Regions from separate parts of the Ovis aries genome. Here region 1 is linked to region 2. A link is a contact called in public Hi-C data. All regions are on one chromosome and are shown on one strand. The core of a region is the stretch at or near the end of the contact, and the rest is flanking DNA. Distances in the headings are between cores, read along the strand shown. Region 1 has its middle 54 kb from the start of METRNL. Region 2 has its middle 35 kb from the start of PSMD12.

What was found. A called contact is a pair of places that touch in the nucleus more often than the background predicts.
Region 1: a Hi-C map of blood shows a contact between it and region 2, with 1.9 times the contacts expected there. The contact joins two enhancer-like sites. A contact is called at or near these places in 8 of 16 Hi-C or Micro-C datasets (blood, liver, muscle and 2 more).

What each region holds. Positions count from the first base shown.
Region 1 is chr11:49,272,755-49,279,940 of ARS-UI_Ramb_v3.0, reverse strand. No RefSeq gene overlaps it. Among named protein-coding and RNA genes, the nearest start is that of METRNL, 54 kb to the left of the region's middle. Within about 2 kb of position 1,535, at least 5 of the 54 cell types and tissues checked have an H3K27ac peak or open chromatin away from gene starts, as enhancers often do.
Region 2 is chr11:49,221,915-49,229,047 of ARS-UI_Ramb_v3.0, reverse strand. No RefSeq gene overlaps it. Among named protein-coding and RNA genes, the nearest start is that of PSMD12, 35 kb to the right of the region's middle. Within about 2 kb of position 1,922, at least 18 of the 54 cell types and tissues checked have an H3K27ac peak or open chromatin away from gene starts, as enhancers often do.

The sequences.
Region 1 (7,186 bases), core at 286-2,785, 51 kb before region 2:
ACCCCTGTGTGCCCACACCCTACCCACCAAAGCCCCTACTAGGCAAGTTATAAAGCAAGTAAATCAGTCATTTTCTCCAAAGCTCCTCTTTCTCCTCCTGATACCCCTCGGATGCATCTTCCTTCCCTTTCCCCCAACTCATGGTCAGCAAATCCCTTGAATGTGTGAGGTCTCAACTTAGACCTTAGAGGCTGTTCCTTCCTGAGGATATGGGTATTCTGATAGGAGATTCTAGAAAATCAGTAAGTACCCTCCACCTAACTCATTTGCCCAGCCAGCTTCAGACAGCTGAGCTGAGACAGCAGGTATGAGGCCCTCCAGGAGCTGTATGCAGTCCTTTGCACCCCTACCTTCCATGTTGATGAGAAGGTTAAATAGCATCACCGACTCAACAGACATGAATTTGAGTAAACTCTGGGAGATAGTGAAGAACAGGGAAGCCTGGCGTGCTACAGTACATGGGGTTGCAAAGAGTCGGCCACAACTTGGTGACTGAACAACAACAACTTCCATCTTGATTGGCTGTGATCAAGCCATGGGTCCACACAGGGCAGTGCAAGCCCACATCCCCACTGGATCCGTGTGCACCACGGTGGCTGCAGTCACCCCACTGCCTGGGGTAACCCAGGCGAACCACCCGCCCCGGTGTCTGAAGTCTGCCCGTGGTCTTCGGTCAGGGCTGTGGAGTATCCCCTGATGAGCCTGGGGGCCTGGATCATACACAGTCAGAGAGAGAGAGGCTATAAGTCTAACAGAGGCCATCCTCATCTACCTGATCCCAAAGGTTGCACAGAAACCCTGGTGCCCACGGGTCACTAATCTAGTGCACAGACCAGGAGATGCCAGGGCTGAAGCGGCCTTAAAACCCCGCATGGAGCCACATTCCAGCGCACGTGGGGGCTCTCTCCAGAGACATGGTCACTCAAGTAAGTTACTTCCGTAAAATGCATCCCTGACAAGCACAGCGAGAGGATCTTGCTGCACCCTGTGATCTCACTGTCTGGACGGTTATGCCCGGGTGCTGTCTCACTGCACTGGAACACGGTGGAAGGAGGCAACAATGATGGGAAATCTAAAGAGAAGCTATAGCGTTACATGCTTTGATAACTGATTTCATGTTGGTGGCTCAGACAGTAAAGAAGTGCAGTGCAGAAGACCTGGGTTTGATCCTTGGGTCAGGAAGATCCCCTGGAGAAGGGCATGGTAACCCACTCCAGTATACTTGCCTGGAACATCCCTTGGAGCAAGAGCCTGGTGGGCCCTAGTGCATGAGGTTGCAAAGAGTTAGACACCATGGAGCAACCTTCACCTCACCTAGTTTTATCTTGCTAGGGAGTTATATGTCAGTCATAGTCAAAATACCAAGCTGCATGGTGTAATGAGTGATGACGAATTCTGAAGTTTCCACCTGTGATGCTGGGGTTTTAGCGGTGATGAAAGAGTGGGGATTTGCCCTGGGCAGGGGAAGGTCCCCCCAGGGTGGCTCAGATCATAGGCAGGAAACCCCACCCCGGTCCCCGTCCCTCACTCTCACTTCCCGTTCTGTTATTTGCGTGGTGAGATGTCAGGGAGTGAAAGGGAAGTTGGAGAGGAGACGTAGATACACATGAACTACATCAGGATGCACCAGGATGCACTTTTCCTGGTGATTAATACTCTTTTGTGTGACTTTCTCCCCTGAAGAATGCCTGAATAGGATCCAGGCAAATGAAAGAGATTAGTCTGAGTTGTTCAAGGGTCCTTAATACCTCACCCACAGAATCACGTGGAGCTTATTCTGAGTTCACTTTCTCCTCTTCCTCTCATGTTACTTGAGAGCTTCATCCCTGTGGGTGGGACCTCACAGCTTCTCCCAGGAGCTGGCTGCCTGTGGTGGCCTCGTCCACTCGAGTCAAGTGACATTACTATCCGAGAGAGTAAGCCCATAGACACAGCAAGGCCCCAGGAGATGGCTGGAGCCCTGGGGTGGAGGGAGGGACCTGCATGGTGGCTGGGGTTGGGACAAGGACAGGAGCAGAGGACGTGTACAGGGGTCCCCGAGAAGTCTTTGCATCACCCACAGTGCCCATCAAAGATCGCTGGTCTCCACACTACCAACTTACTGTCTCATAAAGTGTTTTCTATTAGTTTTATAAATTGAATATAATAAACTATAAAAAGGGAAAACGCTTTATAGTCTGTAGATAAGTTAGTTCATCGACCACCTGATTTGTGTTAACACTGTGGCTGCTTTGCCTATATACTCTCCCCCATCCAGAGACGGCAGTGAGAAGGAGGCTTCTAGAGGAGGGAGGTGATGCTTAGACCATCCTCATGTCAGAGGCAGGAAGAGCAGGACCAGGGCTTCGGCTTCAGCGCCCTGACTCCTCACCTTCTAAAGTACAATTTCATCTTAGGGAACCTGCTTGGATTCAGCTCTGTGCTGGTAGCAACCTCCAAACCCTGCAATTTTCACTGAACAACCTGGGGGAAGACTGCATGGGTTATAATGGGGGAAAGTGAGGAAGACAAGGAAAGGGAAGAAAGAAAAAAATTGTTAATTAAAAAAGAAAAAGGAAAGGGAAGAAACCAGGCAAGGGAAGTTCAAGCTGCTGAAATGAGGCCCTTGTGGGCACGGGAGGTGCAAACAGCCTCCAAGATTGGGTCTGGTTCTGGGTTTCCCATGTAGTACAGTCATATTTCAGCTCATGGAGAGAACAGATGTGAGATGTATTGGAAACCCACAAGCTCTGTGGGAGGATAGGGTGATGGCAGATTGCGGACTTTGTCTCTTCTGAAGTTTCCGGGTCAATTTTTCAAAAGGACATTCAGCCTTTATTTTCAGGCCAACCTTGGCATGACACACATCATCTTGGGATGTGGTGGGTGATCCACTGTGGAGGGAGGGAATGTCACTGGGAGATTTTCCATTGGTTCAAGTCTGGGAGTTGGGGAGGGAGAGGGCACCCCATCTCTGCTTGGGACACACACTCTTCTTAAGGTTGCCTCCTATGGAAGCTCATTGTTTTAAGAATAAAAGGTGAAAAAAAAATGTGAAAAGGGAGAAAACCTTATCTAAAACCTTTTACTGGTAAGGACTTCCCCGGTGAGTCAGTGGTAAAGGACCCACCTGCCAATGCAGGAGAAGTAAGTTCAGTCCCTGGGTCAGGAAGATCCCCTGGAGAAGGAAATGGCCACCCACTCCAGTATTCTTGCCTGGGAAATCCCATACACAGAGGAGCCTGGAAGGCTACACTCCATGGGGCTGCAAAAGAGTTGGACACGACTTAGCAACTAAACAACAGCAACTTTGCTGATAAAGATCTGCAGGCTCTAAAAGTTCAAAGAAGAGGCTCAAGTATAAATGGTATCTTCAAGAGGCTTAAAGGCTACAGGCATCCTGGGCTTGTGATCTCGGAGCTGGAGATGAGGGGAAAAAACTCAGCCTCCCTGGGTCAGTCTTCCAAGGAGTAAGGACCCGGTGGGGAGTGCTTGCTCTGGGAAACAGGAAGAAAGAGAAAATAGTCTTCAAGAAAGAAGACACAATGAAAACTAAAAGCAATATGGATCCCATCAATGCGACACGGTTGAGAAACAATAGACCATCCATCAGATATAACATGTACTTTTATTCACACAAAGACGTGAATGAGAGCAATGTTGACATGGAAGGGGTGACAGTTTTACAAAAATGGGTTGACAAGTTCTCATTTATTTGTCTCCATCTGTGTGTGTGTTTCCAGTGTGATACCAAGGCGGGGAGATGGTGCAGTCTGTCGCAGGTGTAGAGCATAATTGGGTACCTTGTCTGTAGAGAGTCTTAATAATACAAGTGCCTAGAAGTTTGTCTCCTTTTTAGTATCACCGTTGGCATCAGCAATTCTAAACCCTGTTAGTGATAAAACACTTCTCCCTGCCAGCGGGTACAGCTGCCACTGCTTCCTGTCTTGCTCAGCCACTGTGTATTTGCATATGATGTATATGAACATGAAGTTAAACATGGGGTACACACAATTTTTTGTTAGCTCGGGTTACCTAGGAAGGGCTTGGGGTTGGTATGGTGGGGGAGGAAAGAAAGATCCGCAGGGCAAAAACAGAGGAGGAGGGAAAGGATGGGAGGAAGGGATAGTTAGGGAGCTTGAAATCAACATGGACACACTGCTGTATCTAAAACGATAACCGACAAGGACCTACTGTATAGCGCATGGAACTCTGCTCAATGTTACGTGGTAGCCTGGATGGGAGGGGAGGTTGGGGCAGAATGGATACATGCGTATGGATTGGCTGAGTCCCTTTGCTGTGGACCTGAAACTATCACAACATTGTTAATCAGCTATACTCCGATATAAACTTAAAAGTTAAAAAAAAAGAGGAGGAAATAAAACACTACAGACTCATAATGTGATAACACCTGATGACATTTTATTGAAAATTACATATGCATTTAAGTAAAGGGAAATTTTAAAAAGAAAAAAAAAAGAAAAGATCTTCAAAGCTCTAGATTTTCTTCCCAGAAAGCCATACACTTTCACACCGAACTCAGGTTTAGACACTCCAAAAGCCGTTGCTGGATCACCTCTCCCAAGGTGAGAGTCTGCCACAGGCCTTGGGCTGGTCTGGGCTATAGTCTGATCCTGTCTACTCCTCATGTAGAGCACTTGAAATCCCTGAATGTGGTCAGAAGTCCTGGCCTGGAATCTTTTCTTGCAGCCTGCTGTCTGTGACCTTGGTCGTATGAATCCTTATGCTAAGGAGCAGTTTCCTCACCGCAGAAGGGCCCCTACCTCCTAGCTGGGTGGACAGCACTGGTGAGCTTCTGGCCAGCTGGGTCTCCGCAGGTCATAGTCAACCACGGGACTTCTAAGAACAAAACATGTCTCCCATCATCACCTCCCAGGGCTCCTTCCATTAGAATCTGCCCAGGCAGAACTATGTGTTCAAAGCTCTACATATTCAGCGCTTGATAAAAGCTAATTGGATGTGAATTTGGCCACAGCTCAGCTAACTGGTGAACTAGGGATGCAGGAAAAACCCTTGGGGTAAACCTTTCAAGGATTGCAGAGCATGGCTGGACACAGGTGGGATGGGCTGGTTTGTGGACACTCACTGACTTGCCCTGGCCCCTGCAATTTCTGCTCATTCTGTCTGCTGGTTTCCTCCTTTCCCCAGCCTGTCAATTTTCTCTCTGCTTCCATTACTTTTTTCTTTTCTTTTCCACTTTCCTTTGATCTCTCCACCTCAGCTGGTCTTTAGTGTTAGTTGTATGTATTTTAGAAGTTTTCTGTGTTTTTAATCAAAAGAAGACTTTAATCTGCTCTCCAGATCCCCCATGTAACCCTCAGGAAGTGGTGCTGGTGCTGAGCAAAGTGCAGCCAGGCCCTCACTTCACACCCCCGCTGCCAGGCATGGGGCCGCCCACAGGAAGGTTCTTGGCCTCGCTGACTCCATGGTAGAGGCCAAGAAGGCTGATGGCTCTCAGAGACCTTACAGCAGGCTGGATGATCAGCTAAGAGGAAGGCGCTGTCCGTGCTCCCAGGCATTTGGGGTGTAGCCTTTCTCTTCCAGCTCAGAAGGGACCTGGGAGCCCCAGCTGGTGATTCTGTGTTCTGCCTTTGGCTCTTAGTAAACACTGCTTGGAGACTCTTCTGTGAGCGCCGGGGAGGCATAATCCTGCATGGCTTGACACGGGTCATGCCCGCATTCTTCCTGAGTGGCTGCCCCCAGCAACACAAAGCTAAGAAGCAGAGGCCACCAGGAGATGAGGCTGCAGTTGCCTAGCAGAGCTGGTCGCTGCCAGGCCACGTGGGCAGGCACCTTTGTGGGGCTTGCTGGCCGCTGGGCAATCCACACCACGCCCAGCTCCCAGAGGTGCCAACATGGTGCTCACAAGCCTCAGACCAACTGGCTCCTGGAGCTCCAGACCCCACCACACACACAGCCACAGTTCCAGGGCATCAGTGGTCCTGGCAGGAGTGGAGCCGGCTGCCCATCCTTGCAGCTGCCCTGGGCAAGTGGTCCAGGGACCATTACCCACCACTCAGCAGACAAGCCCAGGGCTCCACCACCCAATTACCCAAACTCTGGGGTTCTCCTATTTGGGCCACTTACCCCAGTCCATCACAGAAGTGTTGTTCAGCTCTCCTGCTGTAGGATTAAGCTGAGGACTTCTAGGTGTGGAGGCTTGGGCATCTTTCATGCTCTGCTTGGTTTGTAACCCTTTGTGTGCGAACAGGAGTCTGGGGGAGGAGTGGGCAGGGGGGCATGTGTGTTTTAGCTCATTGAACACCGCAGGGTCCCTGAGAAATTTGGGGACTGGCTAAACTGTCATGTAGTGACTTCCTTGGTGCTATTGGCTCACCGCCTGGAGAAACTCCAATAGACAAACACTGAGTCCTTGAAGATCCACAGCCCAGGCCAGGGAGAGTGATCCTGAAGCAGGGAAGCTGACCCAGACTGGCACATAATGCTCCCCAAATGAATGAGGTTAAGGAGAATCCAAATGTAAGATTTGAACCATTTGGGAAATGGCCTAACAGATTGGCTCTGACTGTGAGGTATTTACGTTATACGCGCTGATACAGAAGTGCCTCTCTAAGGCATTGTATTGCTCTGCTTGAAAAGTAGAGCTTCCCTGGTGGCTCAGACAGTAAAGAATCTGCCTGCGATGCAGGAGACCTGGGTTTGATCCCCGGGTCCAGACGATCCCCTGGAGAAGGGAAGATGTATAAATGGTTGGGTGTGGTCTGCATGGCACCTAGAAAGGGAGAGCAGGGAGACAGATCTGGCTTTGCTCTTCAGCATTGCTTGGAAGGAGGGTGCTTTGGCCCTGAATGTGGGCTTCAGAACTTCATGGGAGGCACAGTCCTGTGGTGGAGGTGGGCATCCCCACTATGTATTAACAATTCTTCTCTTGGGCTCATTTGTCTATTCCCCTAGTACTGATTCTCTGTTAATTTTCTGCTTATAACTTAGCTTCCTTTGATTTGTTGAATGAGAAAATACTGACGGGCAGATGAGCGGTAAATTGAAATGTCAGCATTTTTGGTTTGTACATCAGTATCTAGGGGTTTGGTTATTGTGAGTCAGTCCCCTGAGAGGGCCACCCCTCTAGCTTCCTCCTGTCCTCACTGTGTACTCTTCTTTCAAATTGCAGCAACAATGGTTTGTAGGGTCTCTGATGTTGCTTTTTACAAATAGCTTTACTAAA
Region 2 (7,133 bases), core at 673-3,172:
TGGGTGCTCTGGGCAAGGCCTCACACACCACTCACACACTGCCTGCAGGAGCTCTGGACCCTCACCTGGGATGATCAGAACAGGTAGGTTGGGGCTCAGCCCTGCCCTGAGAGCAGGTAAGTTTCACTGTCTGGAAAGACAGCCCCACAGCAGGTCCACAGGGCACTCAAGCCCGGGGACCTGCTCGTTGCCCACGGGGACATTCAGGGCAGTCTAACTGGGCACAGATAGGGCACTCTTGGGAGCACCTCCAGACTTTCACTTTATAGGCACACTAGTGGGACCTGTGGGCCCGCTCAGGTTTCAACTCATGGCCCTTTGTCCCCACTGAGCCTCTTTCTGTCAAAATGCACACACCCAGGGTCCTCTCTCTTAGCAGGATCTTTCATGTTGCACGTGTTAAAATGTCTCTACAAGCTGACCAAGGGCCTGTGACTCAGCATTCCTGCTCCCACACAGGTTTGCAGGGGTGCCAACCGACATTATAAATCCCAGGAGAGGCCAGCAGCTGGCCGGGCCCCATGGCCCCCAAGTCCCGGCTCTGCAGCCCTCCAGCCCTCCTCTCTCATCCTTCGACCTGCCAGAACCATTGGCGTGTCTGATGGCTGTTACTTCTTAAGTTGCTCAGCTCCTTTAGTTAGCTGCTACCAGTGCCCAGCTTGTCTTAATCAGCTATTGATTAAGACACACCCCATGTATCCCCAGGATAGGGTAGTGGGAGGTGAGATGTTCCCCAGGAGGTTGGGTGACGCAGCCAGGGAACAGAACCCGCGTGCTGGGCCTGTGGAGGCGGGATGTGGCCAGCCTCTGAGGGCTGTGGGTGGGTGGGGTGCCTTCTCGAGCTGAGTCACCCGCTGGCACCAGGAAGCCTGGCCGCATGACCTCCAAGCAGAGGCAACTTGGACTTGCTGAATATGAGGAGAGTTACTACTGTTTCCTAGAAGCAACGGGGAGTTGATGAGTTTCACTGAGCATCTCCTTCCTAGAATGGTCACCATCCCGGGGGCACCTCCAGGGTGAGCGGGGACAGGGTCGAGTGAAGTCATGTGAAGGGTGGGGACATCTCCACCTGCAGACACTGGGTGCTCCCTTTGAGCAGAGGAAATGGTTTGGACCCATTTTGCCAATGCATTTGTGAGACAACTTGTCTAAGTATCTTAGACCGAGGAAGAGATGAAGCTTACAGGACCCAGGAACTGCTTGCACACTCGGATACACAGACACACAGACACACAGACACACACACACACACACACACACACACACTGTGAGATACACCCAGACACTCACTCACAGGGAACACATCCACACCTCACACCCCTGCATGCTCAAAGACACCCACCCTGCCAGCCCTGCACACACCCTTGGCCTGATGGACAGGCTGGAGACTGAGGACCCCAGGCTGACCTGAGACTCCAGGGCTTAGAACAGAAGTGGCAAGAACATGCTGACTTTCTGCCTCGGCCCGTTCAGGGACACCATGTGTGCACCCTGGGTTCTGCCCCTGACCTGAGCTTCTACTCTCTCACCCACGAAACAGGCATCAAGGGCTGCCCAGGTTGCTTAAGTGGAACCACCCCTGAAGCATCAAACAGGGAGGGCAGAAAACACGGGGACGAGGTGGAGGGCTTCCCAGAGCTCTGGCCTCTGCGTTGGTTCACCCAGCCCTCCCAGCACTGCAGCCTGACCACTCACCCTGAGTGCACACTCCCTAGCCAGCAGAGGAGCCTCAGCAACCACCTGGGGCTGCAGCAAAGGCTGCAGGGAGTGGGGGGGGGGGGTTCCACGGGGAGGAAGCCCAGCCCGCTGCCCTTCCAGCGCTCCTGCATCGCCACCTGCTGGCCACGAGGAGCCTTGGTGTGCGCCTGGCACAAGCCCTGGGCATTGGCCCAGATTCCCGGAGCCCCCCAGCAGGTTCAAGACAGTGAGTAGGGGTGTAGGCTGGCAAGGCCAGGGACCTGGCCCCCAATTTCTCAAGTCAGGAAGGGCAGAAGCAAAGCTTTGGCGCCAGGAGCTGGGCTCCGTTCCCAGACTTCCTCTTGGAAATGGGCGAGCGCAGGAGGGCTGGACGCTGAGCCACGGTAACTGGCTAAACCTCCCAACCCTGCTCCTGCCCCAATCCTCTGCAGGCCTCAGAGCTGAGGCATCTCCTTGATAAAGCAGGGTTCAGGTAAGGACATAGGCTCCTATGGAATGGGTCAGCTGATTCCTGGACGCATCCAGAGCTCCAAGGACATGGCCTGATCTCTAGTCCAAGAGGTGACCCTTGGCAGGACACCCCAAGTCAGAGAACAGGCGGCAGAGGGTGCGAAAGAATATTTGGAGGAAACTGCTGCAAGTTTTGTGTGGCTTGAGTGTGTACCTCGAACTCCACTCCAGATAGCGCATTGCCTTTTCACCAAGATGCACAATCTCTCTGCCTCTGGGCTTCTGCATTCCCGCTGCCTCTGCTCAGCCACAGCTCCTCCACACCCAGGTGACAGCAGCCCCGCCCTGCCCCCCGCCCCCAACACACTCACACTGGGGGCGTTCCCGGGTCTTGCTCCTTTGTTATTCAGGAGCCTGGTGTCATTCTTTGTAAAAGCTGACTCTTAACTAAATACAACAGTGTTAACAGTTCACCTCAAAAAATACATTAAAGCTTAATTGAACCAGATCTCCAGTCTCCAGGACACTCAGCTACAACTTGGCACTTAGTCAAGTCCATTTCAACTCATTACTTCACCCATCTAGTTTCTCTACCCAGCTCCAGAGAACGGTTTTTTGCCTTACCTGGATTGCTGCTTGGAGTTGAAAAATACCAGATTTCACACCCTGGGGAGGGGCTGGACAGGGGAGGAGAACAGGGATGAGGCCCGGGTGCTCCATCCGTCCAGCAATGTCCAGAGCTGACTCCAGGAGGAAAGCCCACCCCAGGCACAGGCAGGTCAGAGCCAGGTGGGCCAGGTGGATGCCTGTGATGGCTGGTGCGGGCGGCTCTAAGACACTGCATTTCAGACATGTTAACGAGGGGTTAACCAGACACATGCTTCAGACCATCACACTCTCCCTGGGTCTCTGGGCCTCAGAAATACATCAGAGGTCAGACAGGTGGAGACCCAGCTTTGCCTACAAGGTCCAGAAACCCAGGGGGAAACACTTGAGGCCTCATCACTGGGAAGGAGCATGTGTTGGTGACTTTCTGAGTGACACGAAGCACGTTTCCTGCATCACCTTTAAAGTCAGGCTGCTGCTGCTACTGCTGCTAAGTAGCTTCAGTTGTGTCCAACTCTGTTGACCCCATAGACGGCAGCCCACCAGGCTCCCCCATCCCTGGGATTCTCCAGGCAAGAGCACTGGAGTGGGTTGCCATTTCCTTCTCCATGCATGAAAGCAAAAAGTGAAAATGAAGTCGCTCAGTTGTGTCCGACTCTTCGCGACCCCATGGACTGCAGCCCACCAGGCTCCTCCATCCATGGGATTTTCCAGGCAAGAGTACTGGAGTGGGGTGCCATTGCCTTCTCTGTTAAAGTCAGGCACCTGACTCCAAATGATCCTGGCAAAGGATGCAAAACATGGTTTCCCTGTTATGAGAGTGAAAGGGAAGAACCAGGAAGAAGGGAGGGGCAGAGGGGAGACAGGCTGTGAACGCTGTCCTCCTGCAGCCCCTCTGGGAACTGGAGTCGGTGGTGCTACCCAAGGGACCCCAGTGTCACCCCACCAGCTACCCTGTCTGAGATGCTGCTCCTCCTGTCCAAGCAGGCCTCTTGCTCTTCCAGTAGTGCCTATTCAACTAGTGCCACTTCTGGCATCCCCCAGTGTTCCAATATGGTGCCCAACTTTGGGGTTCATGCCTTGAGGCTAACCCTCACCTGTCCCACCACTTCTTTGGCTACACAAGGGAATATACACAACTGTGAACACGACTCTCACTCCCGCCAGGCCCCCACTAGACACTCACGGTTGCCCTCTCGCAACCCTTGTTAAGGACAAATTATTCACTGGACACTTGTTAGAAAGTGCAAGAGACTTTATTCAAGACTCTGGCAAATGTGGGAAGAAACCGACTTCAACTCAGTATAACAAAGCCAGAGTGAAGAGTTACAGCCCTTGGCCAGGTGAGGATGCAAATGCAACTTACTAACAGGAACTCGGATAGCTTCAAGGGTGGGGGATTCTTGGCTGGGACAGGACTCAGCAGGCCCAGGATGAGGCCTGGAGGAGAAGAGGTGCCAGGGAACCAGGCCTGAGTTTGCTCTGTCTCCCCCAACACACAATGTCCCTGTGGAGGGACCCCCCAAGTGGAGGTTGAGGTCAAGAAACAGTTTCAGTTCAGGTCAGTTCAGTCGCTCAGTCATGTCCCACTCTTTGAGACCCCAAGAACTGCAGCACGCCAGGCCTCCCTGTCTATCACCAACTCCTGGAGTTTACCCAAACTCATGTCCATTGAGTTGGTGATACCATCCAACCATCTCATCCTCTGTCGTCCCCTTCTCCTCCTGCCCTCAATCTTTCCCACCATCAGGGTCTTCTCAAATGACTCAGTTCTTCAAATCAGGTGGCCAAAGTATTGGAGTTTCAGCTTCAGCATCAGTCCTTCCAATGAACACCCAGGACTGATCTCCTTTAGGATGGGCTGGTTGGATCTCCTTGCAGTCCAAGGGACTCTCAAGAGTCTTCTCCAACACCACAGCTCAAAAGCATCAATTCTTCGGCGCTCAGCTTTCTTTATAGGAACCTTCCAAGGACAGGAACCACTGTGGTCGACAGATGCAAAGCCAGAGACGGACACCACGTCTAATGAGCCAAAACTCAGAAGGGGAGTCTCCTCCCAAATGTGTCCCTTTGCACTTGAGGCTCTGGTTTTCTTTCCCTCCATCCCAGGCCTGCCTTTCTTTCTCTGCCTCTCACTAGCCCCTGCTCCGACGTTCTGGGGAGTTGTGAGCTGCTCTCTTCCCACCCACTCTCCACTGCTGCGTTCTCTGTCCACCTCCCTTTCCGCGGCCTCCACAGAATTTCTAACCCTGAGCCCCATGCTCCGCCAGGACCAACCACAGCCCAGAACAGATCTGCTGATAAGGCTGTGTGCATCGTACAACATGCTTCTGTGCTGTGTGCCTGCTTCTAAAGGTGACAAGTACAATGCTTTGTCTCTTTTTCTTTCTTGAAATAAAAATCCAAATGACAAAATTAATTTGCCCTTCATGGACTGTGCCCTGCTGGAATCTCTCTACATGTGGCCCCGAGAGGAAGGGTTTCTTGGAGGAGGCTGAGCCCCTGCAGACAGAGGCTCTCAAATAATAGGCAGGGGGATAGTTTCCTGGAGGTCACACCTGAAACTTCCACATCCCAGAGAGTGGCCCAGGAACCTCCCCTCCTCAAAGCCCAGTAGCCAAGTAGAAACTGATGTCCCCTCCTCCCCCTGCCACCACCAGGCCAGTTTTTCCTGCTTGTCCTGTTTGGGGACTCCAGCCAGAAACCCAATAGGCAGAGGGGAGGGGGCGAGGAGAGGAGGAGAGGCAAACAAGAGATCCCAGACTCTGCACCGTGCTGGGAGAAGGTGGGGGGCAGGGCATATAAGAGCCTGATGGCGCTGCAGTAAGCCCCTAAACACTTCCTCACCTGGTCTCAGGACCTTGCTCATGGCACCTCTTCGGGGTCCTGTGCAGGAGGTACCTACCCCCACCTTTGGAAGCTGGGTGCCCCTGGGCTCACCTCCTTGGGTGGTCTCTCCCCCCATACTTCCTGCTGTCTTCCCGCAGAGCTCCTCTTCTCCCCAGCTCCAGCTGCTTCCTCTGTTGAAGACTCTGAGGTCACCTCTCACATGTCACATCCAAAGAAGAGCCCTCCATTCAATCCTGAAACCTGGGGCTTCCCATTCAGTAAGAGGCCATGTTATTCTAAATGCTCAGGCCAAATCGCACTGTCAACTCTGCTTGGCTCTTTCTCACAAATCCCACATCCTTCCTTGATTTCTTCCTGCTCTACGTTTACAATATATTCCAAACCCAGCACTCCCCTCACACAGTCCCATCATTGCCAAAGAATTGATGCTTTTGAATTGTGATGCTGGAGAAGACTCTTGAGAGTCCCTTGGACTGTAAGGAAATCAAACCAGTCAATCCCGAAGGAAATCAACCCTGAATATTCATCGGAAGGACTGATGCTAAAGCTGAAGCTCCAATCTTTTGGCCACCTGATGTGAAGAACTGATTCATTAGAAAAGACCCTGATGCTGGGAAAGATTGAGAGCAAGAGGAGAAGGGGATGACGGAGGATGAGATGGTTGGATGGCATCACTGACTCAGTGGACATGAATCTGAACAAACTCCGGGAGATGGTGAAGGACAGGGAAGAAGCCTGGCCTGCTCCTTCATAGGGTTGCAAAGAGTCGGATACAACTTAGCGACTGAATAGCAACATCACACATTACCACTACCCTGCCTCCCGCTGGTCTAAACTACCTTACCAGGGCCTGGATTAAGGTAAAGAGTCTCCCAGCCTCTCCTACTGTCTTCCAGCTGCCCTCAGCCACGGAAGGACCTGGCCATGACATTCTTCTCTCATCTCACTTTAGAAATGAAATCCAAAGTTTCATGATACTCATAACCTGGTTGTCCCCTCTATTCTCACTGCTCTGCAGATACTCTGGGCTGTGACTCTCCTCAGACAAGCACCCCTGCCTCAGGGCCTTTGCACGTCCCACGGATCTGTTAGAAAGCTCTTCCCACAGGCATGTGCATGGCCCATCCCACTTAATTCACACCAAAGCTCATCTTACTTGTCTATCATCTGCCTCCTTGCAAGGACTGAAGCTCCCAGGGCTCATGGAACACGTTTTCCTCCTGCTTTCCCAGGCCCCGGGGTGATGGCCAGTACATTGGAGATGCTCAGTAACATAAGTTATGGATAAATTAGTGAGTGGTCAGGGCTGCAGTGTGGGGGTGCTCTGGAGCCTGTGTCCTGCCTGGAAGGGTGTGTTCTGAGCCCCAACTCAGCCCCCGCCCACGCCAAACTATACAGACCACCTGGCTGCTTTCTCTGACCTTTGTACGTGCAGCCCCACCTGCCTTCTTCACAGACCCTCTTTTCTTCCGTTCAAACCCTGCTTCTACCTCCTGGCCAAGTTCACCTAATTGTCCTCCCCATCACTG